Regions from separate parts of the Macaca mulatta genome. Here all the other regions are linked to region 3. Evidence: chromatin contacts called from public Hi-C data. All regions are on one chromosome and are shown on one strand. Each heading gives the region's core, a stretch centred on a gene start, on an enhancer-like site or on the middle of the called end of the contact. The rest is flanking DNA. Distances are from core to core; before and after follow the strand shown.

The links. Hi-C and Micro-C count contacts between places; a contact is called where the count stands out from the background.
Region 1: a contact with region 3 is called in a Hi-C map of fetal cortex germinal zone, with 4 times the contacts expected there. The contact joins the promoter of RRAGA here to the promoter of LOC697790 in region 3. A contact is called at or near these places in 2 of 14 Hi-C or Micro-C datasets (fetal cortex germinal zone and fetal cortical plate).
Region 2: a Hi-C map of fetal cortex germinal zone shows a contact between it and region 3, with 5 times the contacts expected there. The contact joins the enhancer-like site here to the promoter of LOC697790 in region 3. A contact is called at or near these places in 4 of 14 Hi-C or Micro-C datasets (blood, cortical neurons, fetal cortex germinal zone and 1 more).

The regions. Positions count from the first base shown.
Region 1 is chr15:80,146,623-80,150,698 of T2T-MMU8v2.0, reverse strand. RRAGA (Ras related GTP binding A) reads left to right here and starts at 1,574. Exons shown (of 1, transcript NM_001194800.2): 1 at 1,574-3,335. The coding sequence starts at 1,965. The coding sequence ends at 2,906. It overlaps SAXO1 (stabilizer of axonemal microtubules 1), which reads right to left and starts at 1,883. Exons shown (of 5, transcript XM_077966040.1): 1 at 1,511-1,883.
Region 2 is chr15:79,275,109-79,278,654 of T2T-MMU8v2.0, reverse strand. The region is part of intron 1 of LOC114672784 (a long non-coding RNA gene); the gene reads left to right. Among named protein-coding and RNA genes, the nearest start is that of SLC24A2, 130 kb to the left of the region's middle. Within about 2 kb of position 1,329, at least 14 of the 40 cell types and tissues checked have an H3K27ac peak or open chromatin away from gene starts, as enhancers often do. A contact at or near this core is called in cortical neurons, fetal cortex germinal zone and fetal cortical plate, where this site is marked.
Region 3 is chr15:79,724,313-79,728,382 of T2T-MMU8v2.0, reverse strand. It overlaps LOC697790 (microtubule-associated protein 1 light chain 3 beta), which reads right to left and starts at 2,718. Exons shown (of 2, transcript XM_077966414.1): 1 at 2,647-2,718. The coding sequence starts at 2,718.

The DNA.
Region 1 (4,076 bases), core at 325-2,824, 420 kb before region 3:
CAATGCCTCCAAGACTCTAAGGAAAAATTATGTCCAACCAATCAAGTGTGAGGGTAAAAACAAAGAAAATTTCAGACATCCAATGTCTTGAAATTTTTACTCTCCTCATACTTTTTATCTGGAAGCTATTGGATCATGTGTTCCACCAAATGAGCCAAAAATGAGAAGATGTGAAATCAGGAAAAAGAATACCCAACTCGAAAGAATGGGGAAGGGAAACCCCAGAATGGTGGTGAAAGATAAGAAGGCTCCAGAAGAGATATCACCAAGGAGATGAAATTGAATACACTAAGAGGAGATTTTCCACATACTATATTGTATTATGGAATTTCACTCTATGATTTCCATAAACTACAGCAAAGGCCATTTTTGAACTTCTACTGTACATGTTAACAGTAGGAATTTTTTTTAATAAATGAAAGAATGGAATACCTGAATTTGTACAGTACAGTATACACTTTGAAAAGGGCTTTAGGCCAGGCACGGTGGCTCATGCCTGTAATCCCAGCAATTTGGGAGGCCGAGGCAGGTGGCTCGCTTAAGGTCAGGAGTTCAAGACCAGCCTAGCCAACATGGTGAAACCCCGTCGCTACTAAAAATACAAAAATTAGCCGGGGGTGGTGGCAGGTGCCCATAATCCCAGCTATTTGGGGGGCTGAGGCAGGAGAATCGCTTGAACCCAGGAGGCGGAGGTTGCAATGAGCTGAGATCATACCACTGCACTCCAGCCTGGGCAACAGAGCAAGACTCCATCTCAAAAGAAAAAAAAAGGACTTTAAGGTAGATATAGAGGCTTCAGTATCCTGATGACTCTCATTCATTCTGTATGAACGATACTGGAGGACACTGATTCTCTTATCTACTTGAAGACTAAGAGCAGAATCACATTATGCTTTTAGAGGGGCACAGGGTGGCCTATTGTTAGGCAAATAGACTGCAGTCAGACTAAAACCAAATTCCATTTCATCATTTAGTATATGTGTAACTTGGTCAAGTGACTTAACCTCTCTAACCTTTGATTCCCTCACTTGAAAATAGGGTTATTAATTCACAGGGTTACTGTGAGGATGGAACTAATGCATGGGATTCCATATTATCGTTTCCTCGAGCTTTGGAATTCTAATTATAAATTCTAAACTCTGAGATTACGGGAAAAGCAGATGTGAGAAAGGAATTAAAAGCACCAACTGGAAGCCAGGATGTCTCTCAAGAGGGACTCGCTATCGTCTAGCTGCGCAGCGGTGGGCAATCGCTTAACTTGTCTAAGTCTCACTTTCCGCATCTGCACATTCTCCATCTGCCCTGCCCCTGTACTCACTGGGCCAGGGAACCTGGGGAGGCCTAAGCGGACTGGGAAGTTAGGCTTTCCCTCCACTTCATCAGTCGGCTGCCCCTGCGGAAACCCGCCCAGCACACCTCGCTCCTAAAGCCAGTTGCGGTAGTGGTGGTGGGTGGGGCTTTTTTTTGGCCACCAGAGGGCAGCATTTCCCCCTGCCAACCATACACGTACCCCTAGCAACCGCAAACCCAGCTGCAACAGAACAAAAGACCGCAGTCCTTGGGCTTCCCTTCCATCTTAGGGCTCACGCTGCCCGAGTTGGGTTTCATTAGAGTAGCAGCTTTTCAAAGCTCGTCGGGCAGGAGCGGCGGAGCGACGGAGCTCTCGCGAGATCGCCGCCGGAAGTGGGTGGTGGCGGGGACGCAGCGGTTCCCTCTCCGGAAGGCAAGCGCATCTCCCAAGCCGTTGCTACCGACAGCCGCAGGCGCTCCCTTCTGAGGAAGAGCCAGCCCCGCTGCGGCCTCTCCAGCCCCGGGTTCGCGCTCTCGCCTCTCCTGCCTGCCCAGCTGCGCGGCGGAGCGGAGCGAGGCACCGCCTGCGAGTCTCCGGCAGCCCCCGGACCCCTCCCTCGGCGCTGCGTGTAGGCCGCGCCCTCAGGCCCAGTCCGCGGCGGCCCCGGCGGGTGATGCCAAATACAGCCATGAAGAAAAAGGTGCTGCTGATGGGGAAGAGCGGGTCGGGGAAGACCAGCATGAGGTCGATTATCTTCGCCAATTATATTGCTCGCGACACCCGGCGCCTGGGGGCCACCATTGACGTGGAGCACTCCCACGTCCGATTCCTGGGGAACCTGGTGCTGAACCTGTGGGACTGTGGCGGTCAGGACACCTTCATGGAAAATTACTTCACCAGCCAGCGAGACAATATTTTCCGTAACGTGGAAGTTTTGATTTACGTGTTTGACGTGGAGAGCCGCGAACTGGAAAAGGACATGCATTATTACCAGTCGTGTCTGGAGGCCATCCTCCAGAACTCTCCCGACGCCAAAATCTTCTGCCTGGTGCACAAAATGGATCTGGTTCAGGAGGATCAGCGCGACCTGATTTTTAAAGAGCGAGAGGAAGACCTGAGGCGTCTGTCTCGCCCGCTGGAGTGTGCTTGTTTTCGAACGTCCATCTGGGATGAGACGCTCTACAAAGCCTGGTCCAGCATCGTCTACCAGCTGATTCCCAACGTTCAGCAGCTGGAGATGAACCTCAGGAATTTTGCCCAAATCATTGAGGCCGATGAAGTTCTCCTGTTCGAAAGAGCTACGTTCTTGGTTATTTCCCACTACCAGTGCAAAGAGCAGCGCGACGTCCACCGGTTTGAGAAGATCAGCAACATCATCAAACAGTTCAAGCTGAGCTGCAGTAAATTGGCCGCTTCCTTCCAGAGCATGGAAGTTAGGAATTCCAACTTCGCTGCTTTCATCGACATCTTCACTTCAAACACGTACGTGATGGTGGTCATGTCAGACCCGTCGATCCCTTCTGCAGCCACTCTGATCAACATTCGCAATGCCCGGAAACACTTTGAGAAGCTGGAGAGAGTGGATGGCCCCAAGCACAGTCTTCTTATGCGTTGAATATTGCCAAATGCTCTTTCTGAAAATGCTGAATTGCCTTTTTTTGTTTGCATCCTTTATTTTTAATATTCATAATGTCGTGTGCTTAAAAGTGGGCTTTGAAGTGTGTGCTGCTTACTCCTTTCATCTTTCTCCCCGGCTCCCCAGTCTTTAAACATTGGACGCTATTTACTCGGCTACCCAGTAGAGCTTTGAAGCTGGCCTTTCTGAGAAGTTGGTATGATGTAACACTAAAGTAGGTGGTTCGTGTGTGTTCTCATTACCTGGTTATAATAGATATGCACATCAAAGCCTTTACCAGTATCTCCTGTATTCCGTATCAGATTGCAAAGATGGAATGTTACTATTTTATCAGTAAGGTATTAAAATGCATTTATAAATTCTTCTTGGCTTCATTCCTGAATAAACGTGTTAGCAATTTAAAACATGGCCTTATTTGAAATAACTCGAAAGTGCTTAATATGTAAATCTAAAGATTCTGACTGCGCACAAGTATTGCTTGACTGGCAAATTTGATTCTGTGAGTTTAGCCCCCAGCATTTTAGTGATGTTTGGTAACAGCTGTAGAAGTGCTTATGCTATGGACTCAAGCTAGACCACTTGAGTTAGTATTCTGGTCCCTTCACTTACTAGCTCTGTGAACATGAGCAAGTACTTAATTTCACTACACTTGTTCCTTCATTGGTAAAATGTGGGTCAGAATACTACTTTATAGCCAGGTGTGGTGGCTCACACCTGTAATTCTAGCACTTTGGAAGGCTGAGTGGGAGGATCACCTGAGACCAGGAGTTCAAGACCGGCCTGGGCAACATAGTGAGACCCTGTCTCTACAAAAAAAAAAATTTTTTCATTAACTAGGCATAGTGGTGGGTGCCTACAGTCCTAGCTACTTGGGAGGCTGAGAAAAGAGGATTGCTTGAGTCCAGGAGGTAGAGGTTGCAGTGAGGTATAATTGTGTCACTGCCCTCCAGCTTGGGTGACAAAGCAAGACCCTATCTCAAAAACAGCAAAAAAAAAAAAAAAAAAAAAAAAAAACACCACTTGAAAGGATGTTTAAAAGGATTAAATTCAACATGGTATTTAGGAACGGTGCCTAGCGCATAGCGCGCATAGCGTCCTGTGTTAACTACCATTACCATCTACTGAGCCATTCTTCCCCAATTTACTGGA
Region 2 (3,546 bases), core at 80-2,579, 450 kb after region 3:
ACAATAAATTAGCTGGGCATGGTGGCGGGTGCCTGAGTCCCTACTTGGGAGGCTGAGGCAGGAGAACGGCGTGAACCCGGGAGGTGGAACTTGCAGTGAACGGGGATCACACCACTGCACTCCAGCCTGGGCGACAGAGTGAGACTCCATCTCAAAAAAAAAAAAAAAAAAAAAGAAAAAAAAAAGAATTTAGAACTTACCATGCCATGTACAATATGCAATATTGAATAATCTCACCTCGATCAAAAAAATAAAGCCTCATTTTCCATGCATACAGAGAAAAATATATTCATCATGATTTTGGGGGAGCATTTAAATTCCTTCCCTGTAAAGTTTAGCTGAGGGAGTCTTATATTTTCCTAGAGAGAACGCAACATCTAACCATGCATTTCATCAGGGAACTCTATGGTACAAGGTCTCTTTTCACCTCCTTTCACAAAAAAGTGACTCCAAGCCCTGCTGGCCACTCACAATACAAAAAGCATATCTATTACTTACATGAAAGTTGAATTTAATGTGATAGGAGCAAATCACTTTTCAAAGTGGCCAAGAGAGGAGAAAAGGGTTAAGAAGTCTCTATTGATGTAAGACAAATTAAAAGCAGAAATAGAAGAAATGACACTCCTTCCCAAGAATCCTATGAGTGGGTTTTTATGCTCTGAAAATGTACCTTGATTCATTTACTTCTGTTCATACATGTTTGCATGTATGTCCTTCTCCAAGCAGCTAGAGAAACTAAAGTTTGATGCATCAGCCTGTTCCCATTGTTTCATGAGCAACCATCCAGTCTAAAAGACTAGCCTAAAGACTCTAAAAGTGGAAAATGTATTCTTTCACTCAAAAATTCCACAAGCCATCTCGCTAAGCATGAAATAGCTTCAGGGAATTCTATTTTTTCTGATAGTCCATCCCTAAGTATTTGAGTCCATGATTTTCAGGGGAGCCAAGAGATCTCATACCAAATTGCAGGAACTTCCTATGATGTTTTTAAAAAGCAGCCATTTAGTGTTCTTCTCTGATTTGGAGACAGGCAATAAAATCTTTTTATGCACCTTATTTATTTTCCTAGACATTTAAATTTTTTATGCCCAGCATGCTCAATAATTTAAGCAGAGTTGAAAATGGCCAGGTTTTACCTTCCATGGGATTATCCTTGGGGACTGAGGGTTTAAAAGAATGACAGCTATGAAAAATCCCAGGCCTCCTCCCAGCTGTGCACATTGAACTATCTCTACTGAAAGCAGTAACCTCTGCCTGCTTCACAGGAGGCATTGGCGAGCATCCTAGCAGTCACTGTAAATCACAGCCCATCACACAGCTAACTCTAGAGCAATGGGGCCACCTAGACTCCAAATATGGAAGTGCTGAAAGGACAAAATCCCTCCTGGGATTCATTCCTAGAGGCTCCTTGAGATCTGGATATTGAGAGGGTAAAAGAGAAGCTTGTACATGTCTGAGTCTCAGGTGATCAAAGACAACTTGAATGCATGAGGATTTTTCTCCATAAAACATATTAGATATTAACTTTTAAATATTTATAAAGACATGAAATATCTTAAATATTAAAAATTGTATTTTATGAGTGTTGGCCTAAAGATGAATATATTCCTGTTATATATTGCATATTAAGTAGTATATATTTACATTTATAACATTTAATTTAACCTACTGGTTTTTAAAAAATTGTTAAAAGAAATAAAGACATTTTTCTGGGACCTTAAAAGTATTGTGGGCCCTCCACACTGTGCCTAGTGGATAAATTGGCACGGCTGGCACACACTAGGGAGGTCAAGGTTTATAAGGCCTAGAAGCCTTCCATCCTTTAGACTCTTAGAATGTACGGAAAGATGTCCAAGGACACCCAAAGAGTTACCATACTTTCCTGCATTTCATGAATTTCTTTCATATTTTAATGTTTCCTTTAATGTATCACATAATAGATGACACGTTTAACATTGAGGTGGTGGGACTCTGTTCCCTTAAAGTCTTCATTGAATTGATAATACTTTTCAAATACACAGCATCTTAAAATGGAGGAGGCATGTTGTCCTAGCCATGATGAGGAAAAGCAGCCATCCCTGTGCCCTGGGATCTTTCCTGACCTGGCTCGTTCCCCTCCCTACCTACCCAGCCACACATCAAGAAGCAGTCCTTTGTCATTTATTAGCCCACCTTGGAAGCCACATTGCAGCAGTTCTGCTGTCCTCTTGGTTGAAGCAGTCACAAGCCCACCCCATTCATGGAGGAATGACAAGGTCACATTGTAGAAGAACATGTGAAATGGGGATATGGTTGTTGTCACCTTTGGAGAATGCAATCTGCCAAACATCCCCCAACAAAGACAAATACATAGAGAGTCGGATCATTTCTTTCTTTTTACTTTTTTTCTTTTTTGAGACAGAGTTTGTTCTTGTTGCCCAGGCTGGAGTGCAATGGCGCAATCTCGGCTCACTGCAACCTCTGCCTCCCGGGTTCAAGTGATTCTCCTGCCTCAGACTCCCGAGTAGCTGGGATTACAGGCATGCGCCACCATGCCTGGCTAATTTTTGTATTTTTAATTGAGACGGGGTTTCACCAGCCTGGTCTCGAACTCCTGACCTCAGGTGATCCACCCGCCTCAGCCTCTCAAAGTGCTGGGATTACAGAGAGTTAGATCATTTCTAAATGGAAGTGGGTAGCAAGGGTGATGAACAAACAGAAATTACACTGTATTCACTCCGTTGTGCCACCGTCATGCCTGAGAGGGAGCAGAGCAGCTGGCTGTGCAATCCCTTTAAGGAACATGGATATATATACCCAGTTGGTTCAGGCAATGGGTGTTACTATCAAACTATTTGCAGAGGAGTAAGGAAAACAAAAATGAGAGTGGCCAGGATGTCCTTCTCAGTCAGCTGAGCTGTGACAGCTTGTTTAGGGTGGTTGTGCAATTTAAGATGTGTCATCCCCAGCCTCAGATATCAGTGTTTCTCTTTGCTAGAACTCTACCATTATGGCTGCTTTTGGGGGAGTCCGCCACCCCATTTCTCCTGCAGTTACTAGTTACCTTATTCCCTGCTTCTCCCGTTTCTTGGTTTATACCCCTTGTGGCTTCTAGAATGTCATCTTGGTCAGGTTTCCATCACTGATCTAGTCAGCTGTGTCCATCAGTGGGATCAGGGCTTCCAGACATCTTCCCAACACAAGCCACTGACGGTGTGGCTCCTCCTTGAGAGCCAATAAGGACCCCATGAGGGTGTGGCTCCTCCTCAAGAGCCAGTAAGGACCCCATGAGGGTGTGGCTCCTCCTCAAGAGCCAGTAAGGACCCCATGAGGGTGTGGCTCCTCCTCAAGAGCCAGTAAGGACCCCATGAAGGTGTGACTCCTCCTTAAGAGCAAATAAGGATCCCATGTCTTGTGGCTCAAAATAAATACCTTTCATTGCCTGCAGATGTCAATTTCCTAAGGTTGGGCCCAGGGTGAATAAAGGAAGATAAAAGGAGACTGAATCTCTGAGGGTAAAACACAGGACAAAGTGAAATAACTTCTTCACCAAAGCAACCACCAAAC
Region 3 (4,070 bases), core at 1,469-3,968:
ACAGTCCCATGGCCATAGTGAGGAGCCACAAGCTATCTCTCCTTAGTGACAGGTCTGCAAGTCTCATTATTTCCTGGCCATCTCTATTGGATGCCCATAGACACCTCACATTTGCCTGTACTTATACCTCTCTTAAATCTGGGCCTTGTCCACTTTTTCAGTGAGTGGTGTCACTTTCCATTCAGTTGGCAGAGGCAGTCCCCACCTCCCTCAGTTGTCTATATCCGATCTATTTTGAGACAGGGTCTTGCTCCGTCACTCAGGCTGGGTGCAGTGGTGCAATCATAGTTCAAGGCAGCCTCCATCTCCCTGGCTCAAGGGATCCCTCCTGCCTCAGCCTCCTGAGTCACTGAGACCACAGTCATGTGTCACCATGCCTTGCTAATTTTTAAATTTTGTCTCTTTATGTTGCCCAGGCTGGTCTCAAACTCCTTGACTCAAGTGATCCTCCCAAAGTGCCGGAATTATAGGTATGAGCCGCTGTGCCCAACCCATATCTAATCTAATAGTATATAAATCCTCTTAATTCCACTTCTCCAATGTCTCAAATCCATCCATTTCTCCTTATCCTGGAGAAGGTGCCACCATCTATTGCCCATCTGTCCTCCTGCTGGAGCCAGAGCTGTCTTTCTAGAGTGAAATCTGACAGTGTCCTTCCTGCTCAGGTCCCACCAGTTCCTCCCCATTGCTCCTAGAACAAAGCAAACCTTATTGGAGACCCCGAGTGTGATCTGAAGTCTCCTCCACGATCTGGTCCCTGCCTTCCTTGCCAGTCTTTCTGGTTTTGAGCATCTCCCCCTCATTCCCTTCACTCGAGTCTCTCAGAGCTTTGTGTGTTCTTCCTGATCTTTCACATGGCCTTTGGGCCTGTCTCCATTGCTGTGTAACAGATGAGCTCAAAACTTAGTGGCCTGAAACATCAGAAATTTATTCTGTCACTGTTCAGGAGGCCAGAAGTCCACAATCAAGGTGTGGGCAGGGTTGGCTCCTTTTGGAGACTCTGAGCGAGAATCTGCTCTGTGTCTCTCCCTCCATTGTCACGGGGCTTCTTCCTTGTGTCCCTGTGACCTTGTGTCTAAGTTTCTCCTTTATCTTATAAAGACATCAGTCATTGAATTTAGGGTCCACCCTAATCCAGTATGACCTTAACTAATGACATCTGCAAAGACCCCATTCCCAAATAAGGTCACATTCTGAGATTCTGGGTGAAGGTGAATTTTGGGGAAACATTATTTGAACCACTACACTGTCATGTGCCAAGCATGTGGAATCCCCTCCCCACTTTTAGCTAAAACCACCAGAATGGATTTAGTGTTGTGGAACCTCTAGACTCCCCCGCGTGTGTGCATTCACCTTGCATGCACACATACGTGCACACTGACACATGCTGGCACACATGTACCCAGGGTTTCCTCTTTCTCTCCCATGGTCCCTGGTGAAATTTCCTGTAATACCTTTTCATGCTCTCCCTCCGAGGCAGGGAGGGGTACCCTATCTACAACCAGCTGTGGAAAATACCCCGAGAAGCAGTGAAGGGAGGCAGCACTAAGGAGGAGAGTGATGTGGGCTGAACTAGGAAGGAGGGGGTTTTAGGAAGCTGGCCTGGGGGTTCACTTGGAAGAAAACCTGTTCCCTTCCCAAATCTTAGGATGTCTGGAGGGATAAGGCCATCCAGTCTGGCATCTCCCTGCCTTCACCACATGGCCTCCTCATCTTTGTATTCCCAGAGACAAACCCAGGGCCTGGGAGACTGAATCCAAACATCAATTTATCAACCAATCAATCTGTAGAGCAGCGATCGCCAAACTTTTTGGCACCAGGGACCAGTTTCATGGAAGACACTTTTTTCCACAGACTGGAAAGGGCTGGAGGTGTGGGGTGGAGAATGGTTTCAGATGGTTCAAGCTCATTACATTTATTGTACACTTTATTTCTATTATTATTACATTGTAATGAATAATGAAATAATTATTGTAATGTAAGGATGATAATTATTATTACATTGTAATATATAATGAAATAATTACAACTCACTGTAATGTGGAATCAGTGGGAGCCCTGAGCTTGTTTTCCTACGAGTAGGTGGTCACATCTGGGTATGATGGGAGATGGAGACAGATCATCAGGCATTAGATTCTCATAAGGAACACGCAGCCTAGATCCCTCCCATAAGCAGTTTACAACAGAGTTCACGCTCCTATGAGAATCGAATGCCACTGCTGATCTGACAGGAGGCGCAGCTCAGGCGGTCATGCTCGTCCTCACCCCGCGGCTCATCTCCGTCTGTGCAGCCCGGTTCCTAACAGGCCACAAACAGGTACTGGTCTGCGGCCTGGGATGTGGCGCCCTGCCTTAGAGCAAAAGAGGTTTGGGGTGTGGTGAGAATACCTTGCCCGGGTAAGGAAGGCTTCCTGGATTGGAATGGGGCGTCCAAACTGAGACCTGAGGAGCCGGGAGAACTAGGCCAGGGGAAAGGTCTCCAGGGTGCCAGACCGCTGGGCAGATGATGGCTCTTCTGTCCACGGCACTTGGTTGGATGTCAGTAGTACTGAGGAGTGTGTGTGTGTGTGTGTGCAAGTGTGATCGTGTGAGTGTGTGTGTATTTTTGTGCAGAGCAAGTGTGAAGGAGGCCAGCAGGAGCCATACCCATGAGTTGAAAATATCAGAAAGGGGAGCTATGACCTGCAAGATACATTGTGATTGTGGTGTCTTGGCCATTGTGCGCTGGGACCACAGGAAGGTCAGGGATGCACTTCTGCTTGGTCCTAAGGCTGGCAGTTGGGAGATGCGGGCGTGTGGAGCGGAGCCCGGTGGGTGCAGTGTCTGGAGCTGGCTGGGAGCAGCTCAGCCTGGGTGTCGGAGGAGCGGGCGGGCGCTGCTCGGGGCGCCCACCAGGGGGCAGTGCTGCCGGGCGAGAGCGCTGCGGGCTGAGGCGCGCGGGGCTGCGGGGCTCGGGGCTGTGGGAGTAGGAGGCGCGTCACTGTGGGACTGGGGGCTGGCGGGCGCGGGGCACAGGGCTGCGGCGTGGACAGCCAGGGCGGCTTTTGCCTCCCACACAGGCAGGAGAGTACTGCCTGTACTCGCCGCCAGGGATGTTTCCGGGCGAGCGGACCGTGCTGACTCCGGGCTGCAGAAACGCGCCCCCAGAAGAAAGCTCTGCGCTTTGCGGGAGCTCCTTAAAGCCAAGGTTCCAGAGAATGGATTTATCCCAAAGCTGATAACGCTAACACTTCTGCCACCCCAAGGCTGTGTTCATGCATATATCTATATGAGATTCCCTGAAAGTATGTATGTTTCAGACCCACAAAACCAGGTTCTGCCTCTAGGTGACTCCACTCCAGGTTTCAGTTTGGTTGCCCCCTTGACAGTCTAGATCCCTAACCCCAGATCCACCAGAGCTGCTGAGAAACTGGGGCAAGCATCCACAGACACAAGTGTCTTGGGGTATGAGTGGGTATATGGGTGTGGATGAGAGAGTGAGCGAGCGAAGGAGCTCAGCAGTATAACGCCAGTAGCACCTACACTTCCAGTTGTGACAACCCAAAGTGTCGCAAACATTGTCAAATGTCAGATGTCCGGCCAGGAGAGCCAGGAGCTGTCCTTGCTTGCGAGCCGGGAGCTGTCCTTGGTTGAGAACCACTGATTTAGAGATTTAGCTTTCCTTTACCATTGCTGCTTATGGGTTAAGCCTCAGTCTTTTCCAGAGGGCTTGGATTGTGACTTGTACAACCTCTTACCAGAGACTTCCACCCACCAAATTGAAAGGGTCACAGGCCAACTCCGGGAGTGGAGAACCTGGGTTCAATCAAGGAAAGGGCCAGGGGCCTCCTTTCCTCCCGTGGCCTTGGCTTCTGCCTGCGAGCTGGGGAGAAAGTAGCTGCTGGCCTGGCCGGGAGTGCTGTGCTCTGCTCCCAGTTTCTCTCTTCCAACAGTTAGAAAATGAAAGTTGGAAGAGATCCGAGAGGATATCTAGTTCAACACCTGCCCCTTCCGTTAAAAAAGTGTTTACGATGAGAACACTGACATTCAGAGCCCTGAAGCATGTCTTCCAGGGCTACGCAGCTTTTATG